Linked DNA regions of Mus musculus: regions 1, 2, 4 and 5 are each linked to region 3. A link is a contact called in public HiCAR-type, HiChIP or PLAC-seq and promoter capture Hi-C data. All regions are on one chromosome and are shown on one strand. Each heading gives the region's core, a stretch centred on a gene start, on an enhancer-like site or on the middle of the called end of the contact. The rest is flanking DNA. Distances are from core to core; before and after follow the strand shown. Region 1 holds the start of Pon3 (paraoxonase 3). Region 2 overlaps Pdk4 (pyruvate dehydrogenase kinase, isoenzyme 4). Region 3 holds the start of Vps50 (VPS50 EARP/GARPII complex subunit). Region 4 holds the start of Col1a2 (collagen, type I, alpha 2). Region 5 overlaps Ppp1r9a (protein phosphatase 1, regulatory subunit 9A).

The links. Promoter capture Hi-C pulls out the DNA fragments that hold promoters and counts their contacts. HiCAR-type assays count read pairs that join an accessible place to other places. HiChIP or PLAC-seq counts read pairs in DNA pulled down with a chosen protein or histone mark.
Region 1: a HiCAR-type map of astrocytes shows a contact between it and region 3, with 9 times the contacts expected there. The contact joins the promoter of Pon3 here to the promoter of Vps50 in region 3. A contact is called at or near these places in 10 of 39 promoter capture datasets (the 3T3-L1 cell line, 3T3-L1-derived adipocytes, the C10 cell line and 5 more), 2 of 484 Hi-C or Micro-C datasets (the AML12 cell line and B cells) and 2 of 115 datasets of contacts at active chromatin or transcription factors (astrocytes and pro-B cells).
Region 2: a contact with region 3 is called in a promoter capture Hi-C map of liver, with 3 times the contacts expected there. The contact joins the enhancer-like site here to the promoter of Vps50 in region 3. A contact is called at or near these places in 8 of 39 promoter capture datasets (the 3T3-L1 cell line, the C10 cell line, cranial neural crest and 5 more), 1 of 115 datasets of contacts at active chromatin or transcription factors (embryonic stem cells) and 1 of 9 other capture datasets (embryonic stem cells).
Region 4: an H3K4me3 HiChIP or PLAC-seq map of stem cell-derived neural progenitor cells shows a contact between it and region 3, with 6 times the contacts expected there. The contact joins the promoter of Col1a2 here to the promoter of Vps50 in region 3. A contact is called at or near these places in 5 of 39 promoter capture datasets (3T3-L1-derived adipocytes, cranial neural crest, embryonic stem cells and 1 more), 4 of 484 Hi-C or Micro-C datasets (embryonic stem cells, palatal mesenchyme and ventricular fibroblasts) and 2 of 115 datasets of contacts at active chromatin or transcription factors (embryonic limb bud and stem cell-derived neural progenitor cells).
Region 5: a promoter capture Hi-C map of pre-B cells shows a contact between it and region 3, with 6 times the contacts expected there. The contact joins the enhancer-like site here to the promoter of Vps50 in region 3. A contact is called at or near these places in 6 of 39 promoter capture datasets (the C10 cell line, cranial neural crest, frontonasal cranial neural crest and 2 more) and 6 of 484 Hi-C or Micro-C datasets (the AtT-20 cell line, brain, cerebral cortex and 3 more).

The regions. Positions count from the first base shown.
Region 1 is chr6:5,254,910-5,257,609 of GRCm38.p6, forward strand. It overlaps Pon3 (paraoxonase 3), which reads right to left and starts at 1,324. Exons shown (of 9, transcript NM_173006.2): 1 at 1,244-1,324. The coding sequence starts at 1,317.
Region 2 is chr6:5,483,824-5,486,523 of GRCm38.p6, forward strand. Pdk4 (pyruvate dehydrogenase kinase, isoenzyme 4) reads right to left here. Exons shown (of 11, transcript NM_013743.2): 11 at 1-1,769. The coding sequence ends at 1,626. Among named protein-coding and RNA genes, the nearest start is that of Pdk4, 11 kb to the right of the region's middle. Within about 2 kb of position 1,413, at least 7 of the 459 cell types and tissues checked have an H3K27ac peak or open chromatin away from gene starts, as enhancers often do. A contact at or near this core is called in liver, where this site is marked.
Region 3 is chr6:3,497,026-3,499,725 of GRCm38.p6, forward strand. Vps50 (VPS50 EARP/GARPII complex subunit) reads left to right here and starts at 1,368. Exons shown (of 28, transcript NM_024260.5): 1 at 1,368-1,530. The coding sequence starts at 1,498. It also overlaps a transcript of Hepacam2 not described here.
Region 4 is chr6:4,504,349-4,507,048 of GRCm38.p6, forward strand. Col1a2 (collagen, type I, alpha 2) reads left to right here and starts at 1,270. Exons shown (of 52, transcript NM_007743.3): 1 at 1,270-1,561. The coding sequence starts at 1,492.
Region 5 is chr6:5,093,798-5,096,497 of GRCm38.p6, forward strand. The region is part of intron 6 of Ppp1r9a (protein phosphatase 1, regulatory subunit 9A); the gene reads left to right. Among named protein-coding and RNA genes, the nearest start is that of Gm52886, 40 kb to the left of the region's middle. Within about 2 kb of position 1,299, at least 16 of the 459 cell types and tissues checked have an H3K27ac peak or open chromatin away from gene starts, as enhancers often do. A contact at or near this core is called in pre-B cells, where this site is marked.

The DNA.
Region 1 (2,700 bases), core at 74-2,573, 1.8 Mb after region 3:
AAAAACAAACAAACAGCATTACATCATATTCTTAACTATTACCTAATATGAATCTGTACTTACCCATTTCATATTTTCTTGTTTTCTTTGGACCTCCTTCCTCCAGTAGGGAGAAAAAAATTCCAAATTTCTCTGAGGTCTCCAAGGAGCTGAACTGATAACTTTAGCTCTAACTTCCTCATTTCAACTAAGCTTATGCTGACTTATCTTAGCAAAGGTACCTTATGGACCTGACACTACTAAAGGCATTAGTTAGCCAAAGTGCTTTTCAGCACAGCGCTCTTACCTTGCACTGAAATAGACTTCTAAATACTAGGTAGAAATTAAAATATTAATTGAACTGTATTCAAGAAGACTGAAGGTAGATTTATCTTTTGATCATTTATAAAAATTATCCTTTAGAGGTATGGTTTTAACACTTGGGGGTGAGGGTGGGGAGGCAAGTGTTAGTCTTCCTAGCTGTACCACTCTTAAATTTACTATTTGAAGATTCTGCCATTTGTTGTTTGGGGAGCAGGCGGGACAACGAGCCCTCTCAAGCTGGACTAGAAAGCGTTGCCAACAGACATCAGTGTCTGAACAGATTGCAGCAGCGAACCTCTGAGACTAGTCACTCCTCAGAGAAAGAATAAAAACAACTAGATGACAAGCAGAGGCCTTAGCCCCAAGTAGCAATAAGGGGAGGGAGGAGAAGAACCCACCTTTAAAAAAAAAAATCTTTCAGATCAAACTGAGTTTGCTTGAGACAGTAATTCCGGGAGGGTTTCCCTGCCGGATCTTCTACTTCAAAAAGTCAACTACCCTTCAAGTCAGTTCCTGTCCGCGGGGTTCAGCTCTCTTCCCTGTTTCCTGGCTCATCTTCCAATGTGGCATGGGTTCTGGAACGGCCCGCACTTTCAGTGTCTGAGTCAGCTATAAACACCCAGCTGCTAGTCTGATCCCCTCCCCCAAGTCCAACACTTCCAAATGACTTGGTCTTTCACAAAGGCAATGTAGCAGAAGACCTGGAAAAGGTACCCAACCTTCAGAAATCAAACGTGGGCTTTCCTACCCTGGCAGCCTAGAAAGGCACGCAGCTGTCCCCTTTGCTAGTGAACGAGTCTCAAGGAGAAGGTCACTAAGAACTGAGGTTCCAAAACTGCTCCTTTCCGGAAGGAAACGCTAGGAAGTTGGAAGCAGGAGTTCCCTGATGTGGACTAGAAAGGAAAGAGCTGAAGCCATCTCCATGGAGATGCCCACTCACCTAAAATTCAGCAGCCTTTCCCCTATTAAGGCCAGACAGGCTCCCAGCAAGGTCAGCGCCACAAGCTTCCCCATGGTGTCTGGGTGCCTTAGGCAAAAAGCAGGAAGACTGGTGCCGCTCTGGGGCGCGGACTCAGGGTCCCGCCCACTGATCAGTCCCTTGTGCCCCGCCTGCCTGCACCTCCTGGCAGTTGTGCTGATCCTTTCTAGCAGTCTTGGGAGTTTTGCTCTCTCCTGCGCCAAGGCTCAAAGCCACCTCCACATGGAGGGCTCAAAGCCACTTGTCTACTTGAGTTTCAAGGGGATTTTTGTTCTTCTGATTCAAGTCCACCTTTATTAGCGATGGTTCAAGGCCACTTTAATGTGCAGATTCTAAGGCTGGCTCTCCAGGCAAGCGGTCCAAGAACATATTTCTGCCTAGGCTAAGGTCAGCTAAACTCTGGACCATTCAGGTTTGAACTCACAAGCTGGAATCCTCACGGTGTGGAAAATTTGTTTCTTAAAGTCACAGAACTCAATTAACCTCAGCTTCTCCAGTGGAGTGATGTGAGAGAGCTGCCTGGGAAGCCAGAGTTCATAGACTAAAGCTTCAGAGTTCTGGCAGGCTGCATGTAAGAGGAGAAATTGCTCCATATACACCCTGAAGAAGAAAATCCTGAAAGACGAGCCCTTTGGCTCATCCTTCTCGAGGAACCAGAGCTCTGAACTTTGGCTCAGAACTTCCTGGTGCCTTCATGGTGGTAGACAAGTCCATCTGTCTGGCAATCTGGAAGATGAGCAGAATGTAATAATATTAATAATAATAATGATAATAACATCAACAACAATATATCGTTTTTATGGGAGAGTCTTACTCTTCTGTGAATTTCAGGTCTTTCCAATGAAGAGCAAACTTTCCTTTCAGATAAACAATACTGTTGGAGAGACTGAAGATGGCCAGACACTTGAGTTTAGGGAACATCGCACCTTCAAGGATCATCTCTTTTTAGTTACTAATAGGAGGTAGCAGCAGCAGAATTCAGTTTAAAAAGAGAGCTTTTTTTTGAAATAGGTAGATTTTATAGGACTAAGGTGTAGCGTCCGCTCTTGACCAGCAAGAACAACACGACCACCAGTCCTTCTAACAACAGTTTATTCAGCAAACTTCCGTCTTCATCTCTCTCACTTCAACTTTCTCTCTCATCTTTTTTCCTTCTCTGACCCAGGCCTCTCACTCTTATATACTCTCAGCCCTCATCCACTCACAGCAGGCCACGTCACCTCACCAGGCACGCAGCTTCAGCTAATCAGGGCAGCAGGGGCATGTCTCCACCAAAATGGATTCGCCAGTATCCTGGTGCACCTGCGCAGCTCTCATGATGGTTGTGGCTTATTTTCAGATGTATGAGGAAGTCAGGTGCAAGACATAAGACTTAGCTGCAGTCCCTGGCGCCTTCTTGGGACTGCTGCCACACCCAC
Region 2 (2,700 bases), core at 163-2,662, 2.0 Mb after region 3:
AAAAAGAAACAGAAAAAAGAAAAGAAGAGAAGAGAAAAGAAAAGGAAAGGAAGAAGGAAGGAAGGAAGGAAGGAAGGAAGGAAGGAAGGAAGGAAGGAAAGAAAGAAAGAAAGAAAGAAAGAAAGAAAGAAAGAAAGAAAGAAAGAACGAAAGAAAGAAAGAAAATACTTGTGGCTCCTATTGCCACAACCGGGAGCACCTTAGCTCTAGGTCACTGTGAAATTAAATACAAATTTCAAACTCAACTGCGACTCAGGCCTCATAATATTACAATGCAGGAAAAAAATTTCACATTAATTTGACACGAATTATCATTTCACCTTGTCTAGTAAGAGGGAGACCCACAGAAGAAGCCATACTGCTTTCAAATCTACCAGTTCATCCCCTTCCCTCCCCAGGAAAGGCACAGAGCATCCCTTGGGTTAGCCTGTGGGAAATAGGATGATGCCAGCCTTCTGGTTCCTTTCTTGCTTCCCTCTCTCCATTGCTTCCCTCGCTCCTCGTTTTAATTCTCTCTCCTACATGGATGGCCTCCCGCTGATCCTTACCCTTCAGCCTCCCAAGCCTCACGCACATCACTAGTTCATGATGTCCCCATGCTTCACAAATGACATCCTCCTGATATGAGAACGTTTTACTTCCATACTACTCTCACGAAAGATACTTCAAGAAGGATTTAAATTTTCACACTCTGAAGACAATTGGCAACTAGACAAATTTGAATAGATATGTTAATGTTAGAGTGTAGAGAATGTAGTTAAAATATACAACGCACATCTTTTTTAAGATGACCTTGAAATTTCCACTACTTCTAGGTAGAGAAAGTTTACCACCATTTCTTCATAGGAAAGTTCTAAGTATGAGAATCCTTTCTCTCATATGGGTTTCCCAACATGCACAATCCTTGGATCACTTTGGCAATTTTATCTCCCTTTTGAACTCGACTTTCTGAGGTCAGTGCATATTTAACATTTCACCCAAGCCTCGGCACCAGCCAGAAGGCACTGGCTTTTTGAGTGCAAACATAAAAAGCTGCATGATACTGGAGCTGTCTTGACAGAGATACTTTTCCTCTGGGTTTGCACATAGGCTGCAATGCTCAGCCACAAGCTCGATAAAGTGCTTTGATTCCTTCCATCCTGTCCTTTCTAGAGCACACTAATACCTATACAATGTACATTTACACACATTTCTCCCAAGGCGCCAAGCTTTGCATGGCGGGGAAACACTGAAAATGTTCACTAAACACCAATTTATTTGGCTGGCAGCAAGAACCACCAAACATCCAGCTGTTGCAACTGCAAGCCTCAAACTCTGTACTTGTTGAGAAAGAGCTGTAACTCAGAGGCAGACTTCTTTTCAGTATTTGGAACAGTCAGGAGTCATTTTGCATTGCCAAAGGAGAAGCAGGACACCTGTTATCCCCTGGAGCCCTGCCCTGACTTCTCCCGGGTCATCCAACCAAGCTCTGTCCCTCATCAGGTCAAGGTTTGTACTCGTGTTTGTGTTTTGCTTGCTTGGTTTTGTGTTGCGTTGTTTTGCGGAAACTAGAGTCCACACACATTCACGAAGCAGCAATGCCACAGACCCACTTTGATCCCGTAAAATGTCAGGCGTCATCCGCTTCACACTGCCAGCTTCTCCTTCGCCAGGTTCTTCGGTTCCCTGCTTGGGATACACCAGTCATCAGCTTCGGAGCTCATCTGATAATGTTTGAAGGCTGACTTGTTAAAGACTGGGAGCTTTTCTACAGACTCAGAAGATAAAGCCTAAAAGGAGAGTAGAGAAAAAGAACAACTTAAAGAAATGACGCATGGCTGTACTGCATTATTCAAAATACATTCAGAGGTATGATTTAATATTCAAGTTCTCTCATTTAATTGATTTTGTGGGAAAAATGTACCAAACCCAGGGTGTTCTAGATATTTCACAAAACATGACTAAAATACTATTATCTTTATTCAATAAAAGCTTAAATTATAGGTGTGGGATTGTAGATACTTGGGTACAGATTTTGTGTTCAGTAATGACCGTTGGAGACCTCTGATATAATGGAGTTGAAAAGAAAAGAAATTCTTTTCAGAAAGGAACCTGGGTTTCTGTGATGGAGACCTGAGACGATACTACTCATCGGTCATAGGCTTGTTTCCCTACAGTTTGAACACTTTTGCCCCTTTCAGAAATGAATAAGTGCACCAAGTATTTGAGAAAGTCAAGGGTACGTGAGTATTTAAGTCCAACGGACAAAACGGAAGAAGCCTAGAAGCAACTGAGGTTGCAGGTCTTACCAGCTCTAAAAAAAATTTTTTTTTGTTGAAAACAGAGTTGGGAAGGTGATCCTAACCAACAAATTTAAGCTTTATCTGAGATAGGAAACTATGTAATCAGTTTTAAATTTCAGACAGGAAATACCTGGCACCCACTGATGGCTTGTGAGTAATCTTTCCCCTGGGTTTTAAATAGAGCCAGCTTAAGGTCACAAAGGTCTTGGGTTTTGATGTTTTAGTCTGAACCTTCCTCAGCACTATATAGCCCACAAGGCTGAGTAAAAAAGAACTCTGGCTATCCTCAGAGATGCCAAAGAGAAGCTGTCTGAGAAAGATCCCCATCAGGATGCTGCCTCTCTGGGGCTCAGGCTGTGTCTGGGTCAGCACTGGGTCAGGGAGCACACCTTAGCTTTCTCTTGGGCAAGCTGTGTGT
Region 3 (2,700 bases), core at 118-2,617:
TGGGGGAAATCCTCAAGATTACATGAATGGTTGTATCTAAGGTGAACTAACTTTGTAATTACATTGCTCCCAAAGAGAAGTGCATCTGCAGGAAAAGCCAGCCACTAGAGGAGGCAACTGCATAGGCGATTTCTGAGCTAGTGTCCAACCCTCCATACAGTCAAGTTTATGCTTTGCTTTTATAATAAAAACATTAGTTATTAGTTTTTATAATACGTTAAACTAATGTAGTTAAAAGGCACTGGTGTCCTGATTTAGGAGTCACTCCTCAGCATAATACCGGGAACCTTTAAGCATTTAAGTCATCAGTTTATACGTCTAACAATCTTAGGTAAGTATCTTAACTTCTCCATGCCTGTTTCACCATTTTTTAACATGAAGATGATGGTAACTCCAGAAGATGTTCATGCATACGAGCTTGCGGGTGTGTTTCTTGTGTTTTTCTTTCTTTCCTTTTCAATCTTTTTGTTTGTTTGTTTGCATGTTTTGTTTTCTAGAGGGAGAAAGAAAGAAGGTGCGTGGAAGCAAGTGTGGCGGTAGGGGCAGATCTAGGATGAGTTGGGGGAGGGGAGACCTGATCAGAACATATTGTATGAAAAATTGTAGTACAAAAACAAAACAAAACAAGGAAAAGATGCTCATGTAGATAAATGCATAAGGTCATACACATGAAGCCATTAACAAAATTTCTCCCAATTCGTAAGTTTTCATTGTTACCTATTGTTATTAGCTCTGGGTTTGCTGCCCCCCACAGCAAAGTTACCCCGTTACTTTCTCCTTTATACTACTAATAACAAGATCAGGGCTTTAAAGTGACAAGTGCCCTCATACTTACTGACATCTGCCTCGACTTGCCTTTGCTAAAGCAGGTAGAAAAATGATAGGTGGGGTAGACGAAATCCTTTGATTTTTCTAGAGCGTTTTCAGGAAATGCCAAGAATGAAGAAGAACCTACGGCTGGCCATCAGTATCTTAGGGGTCCTGCCTCCCACTTTCCTCAGGGCACACCCAGAGCCACTGGGAAATTCCTTGTCTTAAGTCACCTTTCCAAGTGCTCTTTATGGAGGTCAATCAGTCTCTTTCCTCGCCTCTCTAGCCCAGGTGTGCTTTCTCTTGCACTCCTAGAGGGCATCTTGTCAAAGTGGACTATCTACAGACGCTTCAGAGTTGTTTAGTTCAGTGGCCAGACTACCTAAGTCATAGGTATTCGCCTCGCCCAACGCTCTTCCAAGTCCAGGTAGTGGCTCTGGAACAGAAGGAGTCCCAGTTCATTGAAGCGACTGCTTCTTGGGAAATGTAGTACTGAAGTTGGCCTCCTCCTTTGATTGCAGCCGGAAAACTACATTTCCCGTCATGCTCGGGGAAAGGAAGGCTGACCCAGGCGGGCAGCTCCACGTGACGACTCACTATGGCTTCCCTGTGTTGTAGCCGGCTGTCTGGTGGGATTATGTGATTTGTTACTTCTCCGAGGCAGGGTAATTGTCTCTCGACTTCGACATGCAAAAAATCAAATCTCTCATGACCCGGCAGGTGAGTTCTGTTTTCTGAACTAAAGAGCTTCCCGCTCCCGGCTGTGAGAGGCGCCGAGACGCCCAGTTCCTTGGTGGCGGCGGGCGTAGGCTTAAGTTATAGTGGGTGGCGGGGCTCAGGGGTGTTGGGCAGCTAAGTAGTACACTGGAAATCTCAACTGAGCCTCCTAGATCCGACCTCGACTCCTTGAAAGAAGTGTCTTCCTACAAACATTTCGTTTAGACAAAGCCAATCAGGGAGCTGGGCTGTCTTTGTACCTTCTCCTTTGCTTTAGTTTCCTTTCCAGGACAGCCTTAGCTGCTTTGCAGCGTCCCCCTCGTCCTCACTGGTGGTCGTTTGCCAGTAGGTGCCCTGGAAAGTGAGGTGGGGTCTGTGCAGTAGAGAAAACTCGAAAGAGCAAGGGTGAAGGCAAAGGGCTGTTTGTAGCCAACATTGGTAGTGTTGTGGATTGGCAGTAACTCTCCAAACTTGTAGCTGTGTTTTTGGATTTAAACATGGGAATGACAATTCCTTTTCTATCCCCCTCCCATCTCAAAGTATCGCATTGTAAGTCACCAGTAAGCTAGTATATGTCAGCATTCTTTGTGTATTGCTACTTAAAAAATAAAATTCTGACAAAGAATTTTTTTTTTCAGAATGATAATTCAGGAATAAGACTGGTACTATATCTTGTCTCACATATGTTAGAGCTTCCTAATACTGTGTCTCAACTTCCTTCGAGGAGTTGAAGAAATGTATGTTTTTTTTAGGTATTTATTGATCATTTTATTTCAGAAACCTTTGTTTTGACTGTAGCATTTTTAGCTACTGAAACATAATTAGAATTTTTCTTTGTTTTAATAAGAAAGAAGTGCAATTTAGATGAGTTTTAAAATCATTGTGGCTTAGAAATGTTGGTAGAGTCCTTTCTTTAAAGCTTCACTTATAATTTCTTTTTCTTAACAAGAGAACAGAAGACTTCTTGTCCTGCTTGAGGATTCAAAGTGTCAGCAGTAGTGGGACAGACACTTGTAATTTCTTATAGACAGTACGTACGTGATCCTTGCATAATGCTTTTCTTTTTCTTGATTTGAGTCGAGAAACTAGGAAAAAATTTTCTATGAATAATAAAACAAACAAGCAGGGGGCAGAGGCACTTAGCAGCCTTTCACGTTGTTGGACACTGGCGCT
Region 4 (2,700 bases), core at 20-2,519, 1.0 Mb after region 3:
ATTCTTCCTCACCGGGAAGTCGAAAGGGGGAAGGTTTCCCAAGGAGTTCGCCAGTTCCTTCTTCATGAACATAAAAATGGCCTAAAGATGCTGTGTCTGCTGTGACTTTGGGGACATAATGAGAGTCTGAATAGGTCTCTCCAGCCTCATGATGGATGCTCGGCAGGCCAAGAGGAGCCTGCGGCCCCGGGTAACTTGGAAGACTCCAAGAAACTTTGGGAAGGAGAATTTACTATGTCTCTGCCGCTGTCCTGGACAGCCAAAGTCTCCTACTCCAATTCTTCAGAGTCAAAGTCTCTTCCCAAGATGGGGAGAGATTGCATCTGTTCTGGAGGGGACAGCTTGGGATGTTAAGGAAGAGGTTGTATACGCCCTAGGGATGATGGGAGGTGTGAAGATGCAGGCAGGGGTGCCTGGCAGTGGCTGTGGAAGGGGTCATAAATAGGCAGCAAGGCCAAGAAGGCTGAGTGTTCACTGATCTGTTATCTGATCCAGGCTCGGCATCTGAGTCTGGCTGGTAATCCTTCATGGGGTCTGTACATGGGGCTGGAAATGGGGCTTAACCAAAGTAAATGTAATAATGCACAGTTTATCTCTTGATGCCTGCTCCCCTCATCAACGAGAGAGAGGGGGGTACAGACAGAGAGAGTCAGAGAGAGGATGGAGGAGGGAGGGAGGAAGGGAGGGAGGAAGGGAGGGAGGGAGGGAGGGAGGGAGGGAGGGAGGGAGGGAGGGAGGGAGAGACAGAGAGATAGAGAGACAGAGGAGAGAGGAGATTATGGGCACACAGGCCCCCCCAAACTGGGGAAATTAGGGGGCAGGGGTGGAGCCAACCCATGAGGGCAGCTCTAGAGCTCGCCACGCTGTCACCCTCCTCCCCTCACACCCCAGCCCCCTCCAGCCTGCAGATGGCCCGCAGGGCACAGAGTGAAGCGGGACTGGACAGCTCCTGCCTTTTCATCTTCGGCCTCCAGGTCCCTCAACACCTGCCCCGCCGCCCGGAGATCTGTAAAGAGCCCACGTAGGTGTCCTAAAGTGCTTCCAAACTTGGCAAGGGCGAGAGAGGGCGGGTGGCTGGGGAGGGCGGAGGTATGCAGACAGGGAGTCAGAGTTCCCCCTCGAAAGCCTCAAAAGTGTCCACGTCCTCAAAAAGAATGGAACCAATTTAAGAAGCCCCGTAGCCACGTCCCTCCCCCCTCGGCTCCCTCCCCTGCTCCCCCGCAGTCTCCTCCCAGCACTGAGTCCCGGGCCCCTAGCCCTAGCCCTCCCATTGGTGGAGACGTTTTTGGAGGCACCCTCCGGCTGGGGAAACTTTTCCCATATAAATAAGGCAGGTCTGGGCTTTATTATTTTAGCACCACGGCAGCAGGAGGTTTCGACTAAGTTGGAGGGAACGGTCCACGATTGCATGCCTGCGCCCGCCAGGTGATACCTCCGCTGGTGACCCAGGGGCTCTGCAACACAAGGAGTCTGCATGTCTAAGTGGTAGACATGCTCAGCTTTGTGGATACGCGGACTCTGTTGCTGCTTGCAGTAACTTCGTGCCTAGCAACATGCCAATGTAAGTGTCTTCTGCTTGTTTGGGGGAGATGAAGGAGAGAGGCTGGATAGGTGGGCACCCTTATCTCAACAGAGGGAAACTTCACACATTCATTCCACATACAGCTTGTGAGGTCGCCCTCTAATCTGTCGGAGAAAACACTAGGGTTCACGAGATACATGGGAAAAGAATGGAAATATGAAAGACTTGACTGTTGCCAAGAGTTGGGGGAAGTTTTTCCCTTAAAACTAGACTGTTAGCCCGGATGCCCCGGTTGGTGAAGCTCACAAAGAGGCAAAGAAGGTTGCCTCAAGATATAAACCTGGCTGACAGCATGAACGACTGAGAGGGCTCCACTCTTCAATTCCCAGAATTATGCCCGTGGTCACGTTGTGAAACTTGAGGCCTAGTTTAGAAAGCCCCGTAATAGAATAATACAAAACTCACAGGACTCCATTTTCTTGTGGGCGGCCGAGTTGCTCTGGATGACGTTGATGAAGATAATGATAAAAATACGCCCCCTGGAGGGGGTAAAGTGCAGGAACAGGGACCAGGCCTTAAGCGCTAGGAATTCCAATTAAAGACTTCCCAGGTCCATGGAGTAATTTACATTTCTGGGCCATATGTAAAGAACCCAGATGGTGTATCTTGAGAAGCGGGCTGCTTCGGCCTCAGCTTTTATCTTCTGAATAGTCAAAGCAGCGTCCCAATCCATTACCTGATCATGGAAATGGTAACTTTTAACTAAAATAAGCTCTGTTCACTTACACTTCAACAAGTTCCCACCTGTAATCACACACGAAAACAACAGATGTGAGAAATATCAACTTCGTCCTGAGATTCAAGAGCCTGGGGATTCTTCTCAGGAGTCTCTTACTCGTTTACCATGTGACTTCAAATGAATCAATTGGGCCTTTTTCTAAAATGTGGGGTATATACTAAATGTGCCAACTTCGAGGCTATTTTCCATTTCTAGGTTGTATAACTAACTAGAATTTCCTGAAGAAAGAATGAAGAAAACCACTTGGGTTTCATCTTTTAAAATGGCTGCCTAATTTAACTGGACAAAGATGTTGGCTTGATGAGTATTCAGGAGGGCGTGGCCACACCCAGACCTTCAGCTACACGCCCCACGTCTGCCACAGCCTAATTTTGAATGT
Region 5 (2,700 bases), core at 49-2,548, 1.6 Mb after region 3:
ACAAAAGAGGCACAAGTCACACTTCCTGTAACTAAGTTAGTTACTTCCCTTGTATTTAGCTGCAGCTGAATTGCTAGGTCCAGTCCACACTGGAGAGGAAGGATCCCAGTAGAGCACAGGAAGCAGTGTCACGGAGGTCATTGTGCCACTGAGACACCATGGCCAAAAAAAATAAAATAAAAGAGTGACCTTGGTTTTGAGTATGCCGGTACAAACTAAAGAAAACATTAAAATCCAAAGCTAATTAATGAAGTAGCAAAATTGATACAGAGTACTGAAGAAAAGAAACATGAATTTGAGTAGTTGGAAGAGATTTTACTTAAAGATCTCTAGTTAAAATTGCTATGATAATAATTTATCAGCAGTGTGGTAGGTGAATGAGCTGAGCCCCTGAAGATTGGGAACCCAGGGCTATCCGAGTAATCTAGGTATTTAAACATTTCTCCACTCAAGGCCTGGATAGATGGCTCATCAGCTAAGCACTCTTCCTGCTTGTGCAGAGATCTAGCTTCAGGTCTCAGGACCCATGCTGGGTCCACCAAGGGAGAATCCTATGCCTTTATCCTCCAAGGATATCAACAGTCGTGTGCATGCACCCCTGCATAAACACACACTTACACATAATTTAAAATAGTAAAAATAGATCTTTTAAAAACTGTTTTTCTTCTTGGAGACTAGGTACTGACAAGGATATGAAAACCAACAAGCATTCTCTGAAATAAAGTTTGAGATGCCATAAACAGGTAAAAACATGCACACATCTGAATGTGCTCATGCACAGACTCTCTGTCTCTTGCCATGTGATCTACTGAGCCAGCTCATAGCTCTGTCTGCCGGTAAGGAGATTACTATCATGTGTGGCCCCTTAACTTTGAACTTCGAGAACTGTGAGCTGAAACACCCCTCTCTCTAAAGTTCAAACAACCAAGCTCACAAACCCGGTACATTTTAAGGGACTTAGTAAAGGGTAGAGTGATGAATATGCCTCACAGGCCAGGCATCACACTGGAGATTTGTGTAATTAGTTACTTGAATCCCCTTAATATACAATGACATTGAAATCTTTCAACTTTTCTCTGGGCCTCAGGCTTTTCTGGAGACCTGCTCTCTCTAGTCCCAAAGACGTGCTTTTGTTGTAATACTCTGTAGTTATCCTGTCCAAACAAGAGGGGGAAGATAGTCCTAGTGAGAAGGTCTCACGGTCTGTAAGTGTGTTCTTGCCTGGGGTAGAGCCCTGAGTGTGTCACTCATGTGTGTCGTTAGAACAGTCTCAGAAGAAAGTGCTTCACAGCGCTGCAGTAATGTTTAGACTCTTCAGTGGCTCAATATTTCAAAACTAGGCCACACGGACGTCACTGACCCAGCTTGGAAAAGGAGATGTTCTTTGTGGGGAAGATGCTTTTTGCTAGAATCTTGTGGATGGAGAATGTGTTTAACTGTACTTCACACTGAAAAGTCGAGCTAGCATCAGTGCCTTGTCTGAGGTCTTGCTCTATAGACAGAGTTCTCCTCTATTTTCTCTCAGAATTAAGTCTGAGAATATATGTAACTGGATTCAAATCCAGTAAACAAATTCCCACAAACTGCATAATTAAGGCTATTTTTATGATTAGCACCACTTAGTGTCCCAGGATTCACCAGAGTAAACATTGCTATAGCAAAAATGACTGCAAATGGTTGAGCCTAGCAAGAGAAAATCCCCAGTAGGGCCATTTCGGCCTCAGCTGCAGCTGTGCTTAACGGCATTTCATACTGGAAAGCTGAGATTAACAGGAAAATCAGGCTCTGCCATAGTGTGCAGATGTGGCTGCAACTGTCTTAATTTATTCAGCAAACATTTGTTCAGGGCCTCCTGCGTGCCAAACTGGCCACTGGGATTCCAGGGATAAATTGTACCTGGCACAGTTAAGGAGCTTCCATTTGATGGGAAAAGGCAGATGTGACTGAGAGTTGGAGGTGTGCACGGGGCCAAAGGACAGGGAGCCTCACTTCACAGGGTGTGCGTGGATAGGCATCGTGGACCATGCCGACAGACGTGTGGAGAGGCTGTGAGACACTGAGGCACAGGACTTTGCTTGAGTTTGATATAACTTGCTCCACACTTGTAACACAAGAAAAGGAGTCAGTTTAGGAAAGGAATGTCTTATGTCAAAATACTGATAAAGGATGTATGCGTGGAGTCCTGAGGAATCTCAGGTACAAGGCAACAGCTGGGTGAACGTGTGCTTACCAGATAGAGGCTTTCGGAGGCTTCAGGCTCTGGCACCACCGCAATGTTGGCACCAACAACACCAATCACAAACATCAGCTCTTTTGACTATCTGTCATTTGTCATTCTGTTAAATGCTTTCCGGGCACCATGTCATTTAACAGTGACATCTTGTCTTGGTAAGGAACTATTTTTTGTTTGTTTTCTTTTGCTTTTCACTTGACAGGTGAAAAGATCAAAATTTTGATCTAGAACGTTCCTTCAAATCTCAGAGGCAGCATTTGAACTCAGATCATTGGTCCCCACATTGCCAATGTCCTGTAATTGAAAGCTTATGTTTCTTCAGTAAAACATAGGCTACTGCATACAGGTCCTGTGTGTGCTACAGGCTTTAATATGTCTGCATGCCTGCTTTCCTACCAACCAGGAGGTGACTTGACCAAAAGATGCGGCCTGACAGGATCATTTAATAAAATGTTGCTGTCCCAGTG